Regions from separate parts of the Hordeum vulgare genome. Here region 1 is linked to region 2. The links are chromatin contacts, called in public Hi-C maps. All regions are on one chromosome and are shown on one strand. The core of a region is the stretch at or near the end of the contact, and the rest is flanking DNA. Distances in the headings are between cores, read along the strand shown. Region 1 holds the start of LOC123448890 (NADH dehydrogenase [ubiquinone] 1 alpha subcomplex subunit 8-B-like). Region 2 holds the start of LOC123448888 (rab3 GTPase-activating protein catalytic subunit).

The links. A called contact is a pair of places that touch in the nucleus more often than the background predicts.
Region 1: a contact with region 2 is called in a Hi-C map of leaf, with 9 times the contacts expected there. The contact joins the promoter of LOC123448890 here to the promoter of LOC123448888 in region 2. A contact is called at or near these places in 6 of 6 Hi-C or Micro-C datasets (leaf, seedling and an unstated tissue) and 1 of 1 datasets of contacts at active chromatin or transcription factors (embryo).

Annotation. Positions count from the first base shown.
Region 1 is chr4H:448,214,882-448,218,340 of MorexV3_pseudomolecules_assembly, reverse strand. It overlaps LOC123448890 (NADH dehydrogenase [ubiquinone] 1 alpha subcomplex subunit 8-B-like), which reads left to right and starts at 1,754. Exons shown (of 2, transcript XM_045125926.1): 1 at 1,754-2,111. The coding sequence starts at 1,915.
Region 2 is chr4H:448,040,921-448,044,351 of MorexV3_pseudomolecules_assembly, reverse strand. LOC123448888 (rab3 GTPase-activating protein catalytic subunit) reads left to right here and starts at 1,659. Exons shown (of 21, transcript XM_045125924.1): 1 at 1,659-2,149; 2 at 2,795-2,838; 3 at 2,937-3,000; 4 at 3,085-3,199; 5 at 3,311-3,378. The coding sequence starts at 1,922.

The DNA of each region.
Region 1 (3,459 bases), core at 505-3,004, 170 kb before region 2:
ACTGTGTGTTCTTAGCCCAAGGAGAATACGGTAGGGACTGTGTGTCCTTTGGTTTCAATACTAAGCCACTCCAAACCAGATGTACAACTGTCACAGCAGTTGGAACTGGGTCATCAACCACCGTCTTCACTGTGAAACGGGTTCTATTTCCTTAACTATTTATATTCCTCAGATTGTGTGTTGATGATTTTCACTGTCACTGTTTGAAGAATTTGCTGAAGACTTTCTCTGAAATTCCTCACCCAAATTCTTCACGCGAGTTAATCCTCATCTGTTTTCTGCGTGCCTGCATACTGTGCAAACTGTTTTCATATTCTTCATCCTGAAGAACTGCTGTAGTGATACTTTGCACTCCCAATCCTTTGTTGTTTCCGCTGTAAGTTAGTCATCAGTGAGGAATTTCCTCAAAAGGAATTTCCTCAGTGATGAAATTCTAAAAATCTCCTATTCACCCCCCTCTAGTCGATATAACGCACTTTCAGTTCCCCATACCACCCTGGCCATAGGGCATAAGTAAAATAAGTGATGTGAAGTCTCACACTTAGCATGAAAAGAGCATTTGTTGTTCCCATGCCAGTTTATCATGCTCATGGCATCTCTTGTCAAAACAACATCCTCGAGAGTTGCTATAGGAAAATTTTAATTTTCAAAGGAATCCCAACTTTCTAGATCCAACGAAAATCACACCCCGCAATGTTCTTTTCTAGATGTTTATACATGGACTTAGCAGAAGACTTACGAGTGGAGCTATGAGGCCCACTGAACCTGACCCCCCCCCCCCGGTGCACAGATAAAGGGATACTTTGACAGCTTCTTGTATCTTGTCCTACATCTCATCAAATGGGGGTTGTAGTCGTGTGCGAAACAGATCGACCACATCCACACCAACCCAATTGCTAACAATCATGTGAGGGAATTTACATATCTCAAATAACTGCGGGAATTGAATACTTAAAGGAGGCGACCCATTGAGGTGATCCAGCCAGACTCGAGCAATGTCCCCCGTTCTGATCTGAATTATCTTGCCACTCATATAATGATCTTTCACTTTCATGATCGATTTTCAAATGGGGAAATCATTGAATTTCTTCTTATGTGTGGCAAGAGTATCCTTTTTGAGATACCTGGCTTTGCCAATATCTTGCAAAAGCCCCTGCCATGTGTCAAGTTTCCACCACCACTTAGCTAAAGGCTAATGTTTTTCTTGCGTGGATCTTTTACCCCTGGGCCACCCTTATTTTTTAATCTACAAACATGACCCCATCGGACCAAGTGGTATCTTTCTTGCCCCCCATACTTTGCCAGAAAAAGCGACGTCTGCGTTTATCCAACTTTTCAATAAAGATTTTGTGAAGAAGAAACATGGACATATATTAATAAAAAATACTAGATAAGTATGAGTTTAACAGAGTTAAACGTCCTTGAGAGGAGGCAGCGTAACCAATCCACAACTCACATTTTTTCATAAATACCATGTTGTTTGGTGAATATATTTTTTTAAAGTGAATAGTTCTCTCAAAAGAAAATTAAAAGGGGTATTATTTCTCTTCTTCTTTTTCTTGAAGATGGGAGAAGGGGGAAATTCTTACAAAAATATGTTGTAAAGTAGAAATGAGAATTTTCTTTTTAGGGAAGAAATGAAAACTAAGGGCGGGCCCTTTCCTTCTTACCAGGCTAGAGATAGATAAGCCCAAGCAGCCTAGCCTAGTGTCACAATTATATACCCAACAAAGAGGCCCGTAGCTACTCCAAAGTCCAAAGCCCAGGAACGGCACTGACAGAGAGGAAGGCACCTCCGCCTCCGGCCCCCAACCTCGCCTCTCTCCATCTGCTCCGGTCCTCTCCTCCCCTTGGCCCCTCTCGCCCCCAGATCTCCAAGCCGAGAATCTCCATCGAGGCCCCACGCCCGCAGCCATGTCAGCGAGCAGCACGCCGGTGGACGCCTCGGGCGAGCCGATCCCAACGTCGTCGGTGCTGATGGCGGCGTCCAAGCACATCGCGGTGCGGTGCCGGCCGGAGAACGTGGCCTTCCTCAACTGCAAGAAGAAGGACCCCAACCCCGAGAAGTGCCTCGAGAAGGGCCGCCAGGTCACGCGCTGCGTCTTCAACCTGTGAGTCGCTCGCCATACCCTCCTCGCCGCCGCTCTATCGCACCTCCTCGTGTCTGATTTCATTTTGGATTCCTGAAATGTTTGCTCCGATCGTGCTGCCAGCGACTGATTAATTTAATTTATTCTGGTAGGTGTGTCCTCTCTTGCTGATGTGCGTCCAAATTATGTTAGTGTGTGTCGGAATGCTGCTCTATATTGAACTTGTTTTACCATGTAGTCTTAGACGACGAGCTTGTAAGCAGACTTTGCACCTCTGCATTTAGCCTATGCCTAGCCAAGTGGCAAGCAGCCAATTGTAATTCGTTAGCGATGATCATTTTTTTTATTTAACCGTATCCGGTCACTCAGGGGATTAGATAGTAGTGGTACATGGATTAGCTAGTTGGTGACGGTTATGGGGTAGTAGTTAGAGATAGTTATGTCCCTTCGGTCATCTGTTTGTACTTTATACCGAGTTCAAGGTTCACTGCTATGCTAGCTGATGTGAAGGTTTGTTGCTACCCAATCTCATCCCCACCATGGGTAATGAGTAGTTTAGTAGTGAGTCCCACATTCTCTGGTGAAGACGGGAATTCGGTTTGTTGTTTGGCTGATAAACTGCATAATTGTTACGGATAAGTTGTTTGCAATTGCTACATAATTTCTGATGATGTAGGGCTTACACCATGCAGTGGAACCTTTCTGATACACACAGATTACCACCACATGCAAAAAATGAGTGACTTGGTTATCTTTTGCAGGTTAATTTCTTAGATCTGAACCATACACTTAGATGGAAGCTTTATAATTTTGGTTGTTTATGTTCTACTTCGAATTTTTATCTGAATTTTCCCGCTGTGAGACAGTCTTAACAGATAATAATTGACTCTGATCTATTCATGTGGCAGAGCAAGTTTGCAATTGCAATCTGTTGTCTTCTATATCCCATTTTCAGATGAGTAACAGAAAAGTTATAATCAGATAGTCCTCAGGGGACAAACTAGTAGAGTCCCTAAGGTGACTAGGAGGAATAAATTGATGAAGTATGTAGAATTCTCAAGTATATAGTTCTAGCCAAAATATAGGTGGTGACTCCGGTTTCCTTTGCCAGGTGAGACCTGCTGCGCTTGGTATCTTCTTGAGACCTAGACCATCTCACATTTTGATTCCACTTTTATTAAATACTCTCCGTTAACAAATGTAAGATGTCTTGGATATTTCAATATGGACTGCATACGGACTGAAATGAGTGAACAAACACACAAAACGTGTCTATGTATGTCCAATTCAGAAAAAAGTTAAAACATCTTATATTTGTGAACGAAGGGAGAATTAGTCTATTCTGGAAATACAAGGAGCGAATAACATC
Region 2 (3,431 bases), core at 410-2,909:
AAGGCAAGCAACTCTCGCTCAGCTCGGAGCTCCTACCTGTGACACGTTGTCGCTCGTTTGCACATGCGCGGGCGAACTAACGATCGAAATGGGCATGTTCAATTACGAGAGAACACCTAAGCTACATTGTCCAGTTTTGGCACCCTTCTAGAAGGGTCCTGACCGGTTTTGGGTACCTTCTAGAAGGATCTTAAATTAGTATTTACAGGGTTTTTTCTGTTTTTTTTCTTTTGTTTCTTTTTTCAGTGTATTTCTTTTTCGCTTTTTCTGATTCTTTTCTACTTTTCTTTTTCCGTTTTCTGTTATTTATTTTATTCCTTTTTATTTTTATTTACTCTTTCTTGTTCTTAAAAATTTCAGAAAAAATCAAAATTTTAAAAATGTTCTCAAGCTAAAAAATGTGCAGTTTTTGAAACAATTCTAATTTTTTTAGAATGAGACTATATTTTTAAAATGTTCTACCATTCTTTTGGAAAATGTTGCTCTTTTATTTTTTTCCTTTTTCCAAACGGAAACATTTTTGAAAAATCATGCAGTTTTTTGAATACTAGAATTTTTTAAAACACGGATATTTTTGAAAAAATTTGTGCAATTTTTGAAGCAGGAATATTTTTTCAACTTATGTACACTTTTTGAAACAATAACATTTTTTGAATTTACATACATTTTTTGAAAAGGCAAATTTTTTTTTAGAAAATGAAGAACGTTTTGAAAAATTCCTGAGCATTTTGAAATCATGTACATATTTAGAATTGATACAAAATTTGAAAAAGTTTTCAATTTTTGAACAATTTTTTGTAAAAAGAGAGAAGCAATTTTCGTAAAACAGGAACATTTTTTCACAAATTTATGATTTTTTTTCATCAATTCTTGATCCCTGATTATTTTTTGAAGCATGAACATTTAAATATAAATAGCGAACACAATTTAAACATGGGAACATTTTTTGAAAGTCAAAACAAAATTTCTTAAATGTCAAACAAAAAATAGGAAAAGAAAAAAAGTGAAAAACAAAAATGGAAACAATACCAATTTTTCTAAAAATGAACATTTTTTAAAAATACCAAACATTTTTCGGAAATACCGAATATTTTTATAAATCCAGATTTTTTTTGAAGTTACGTTTTTTTTGAAAATTCAGAACATTTTTTGAATTTATGAATAATATCTTAAAAGCGAGAATATTTCGAAATTTGGACATTTTTGAAAATCAGGAACATTTTTCTTTAAATACCGAACATTTTCTTAGAAAACGAAACATTTTTTGAATATCCCGAGAATTTTTTGAAGTTATGGATGTTTTTAAAAAACAGCAACTATTTGAAATTTATAATATTTTTTTAAAAAGCAAAAACATTGTTTCAATTTGATTTTTTTAAAAATCCAAAACATTTTATGAAACAAAACAGAAAAAGAAGAAAAATAAGTAAAACGAAAAAAACTGGGTTCAGGGAACCTTGTTGAAGTTTCCCAAAACCAAAAAATACCGGCTGAAACTTTCTAGAAGTTCCCAAAACTAGCAAAAACGTCTGAAGATGTTCCGTTTGAATGGACCGGCCCAGTTAGAAGGATTGCTCGATGCGGCTGTTACTGCACAGAATACGGCAATTAGGGAATTCCCGCTCAACTTTCTGCCCGTCCCTCCATTATTCCCGGTCCAGTGGACCGATATACACAAGCTCATGTGGTCCCCAAGTCCTAAACTAAGGCCCAATACCCGGTCCACTGATAGTACATAGTTCCACTAAAAAAATTCTAAAAAAAAGTTCCACCCAAAGAAAGAAAAAGAAAAAAGAAATATAGCTAGACACAGTCTTGGTGCACCGTGGACACGGTCTGTCCCTGGGTGTCCCATAGCTCCAGAGCTGTCGTGCGGCCAGCGCACCACTACCAAGTTCGCGAATTCTTCGGCCGACGCGGTATGGGCACATCACCCTACCTCCCTCCTCCTCCTCCTCCTCCTCCTCCACTTCGTCTCCCCCCCACCGATCCAACGAGGCAGACAGGGAAACTTCCTCGCGACCCCACCTCCTCCCCCGCCTCGCCGAGGGAGGGGATCGCCGACGCCGCCATGGCCTCCACCTCCTCCAAGCACGCCAAGCATCGCCGGATCGGAGAGGACGACGACGAGGAGGAGGCCGAGGAGGAGGTACGCACGCTTCTGATGGCTGCTGCTGCTGCTCTCTCTCTCTATCGACCGTGATTACTACCCGCCGGTGCCGTGCGCTAGCTTTCCATCCGGGGGGTTCAGTTTTATGTGCCTGCCAGGCGTGCTGCTGCTGTTGTGGTTGCGTGACAACCAGGTCACGGTAATGTGACTGATGCGGCTGTTACTTGTTATATTTGGTCCGTCAGACCAAGAGTTAGATAAGTGGATGTTTCATCATACGCTAAATGTGATGCGGTTGCTAGAAGGCTGTAAAGAGTTTGGTGATTGGATGTATTGGCCCGTCAGACTGAGACCTCAACTAATTGTTGGCCCATTTGTCACCCATGGGAGCCTACTTCTGCAGGAGTATGCAGTATGATGGGATCATATGTCAATGTGTGCACGCCATTAGTAACCAATGGATAGCTGTAGCCTGTAGCTCCTGTGCTTTGCTTGGTACTGTTGGTCACACCCATTTGGGAGCATGTAACTGGTTGGTAGGATCTTGTTTTCTCAATGTGTTGTTTTACTTTAGGCCTTCTATCTGTAGTTTACTAGATCTTAGAAGTCAGCATTCTGCTTCTGTTGAATATGTCTGAGTGGTCAATTATCTGTTGCTTTATCATACTTTATGCATTTGTGCAGCTCGGCCGATTTGATGATTTCACCATTGCTTCATCTTGGGAGAGGTACTCAGTGCTTCCCCCTTTTAGTAATAGCCCATCTACAGTTATCTGCAAAGGGCCAATTAAGTATGATTGCACTTCTGAGTTTCTTAATCATCTAGGTTTATATCTGAGATAGAGGCAATTTGTCGTCAATGGCTAGCAGATGGCCCAAAGATCTTGATGGTATTGCTCTTTCCCGGACCCTATTTGATGCTCCATGTGACGTATCATGTTTCTTTGTTTTGTTAAGTATATGCATTCTTGTAGCAAAAAGGTGCAGAGACCGTGCCTTCCTACGAAAACTTGTACATCGTCAAGCGTGAACTGAAGCATGGGAAAAGAGTCTACTGTATGGAGTATAATTTTAGGAAATCTGCTAAAGGTGCAAAAAAATTACGTGCTTATTCTCCTCAACAAGTTATGCCGTTATTATTCTCTAAAACGACATTTTTGTTGAGTATTTTTGTATTCAGTTGCAAATATCTTTCTGTAGGCAAATATTCGTACTGGGATGATGATATACACAGTACAGAACTGTCCTTTGGAGTAGATGAGTTTCTGGTATGGTTTTACTCTATTGTTGCATACCATACAGATACATGGATGCTGACCAG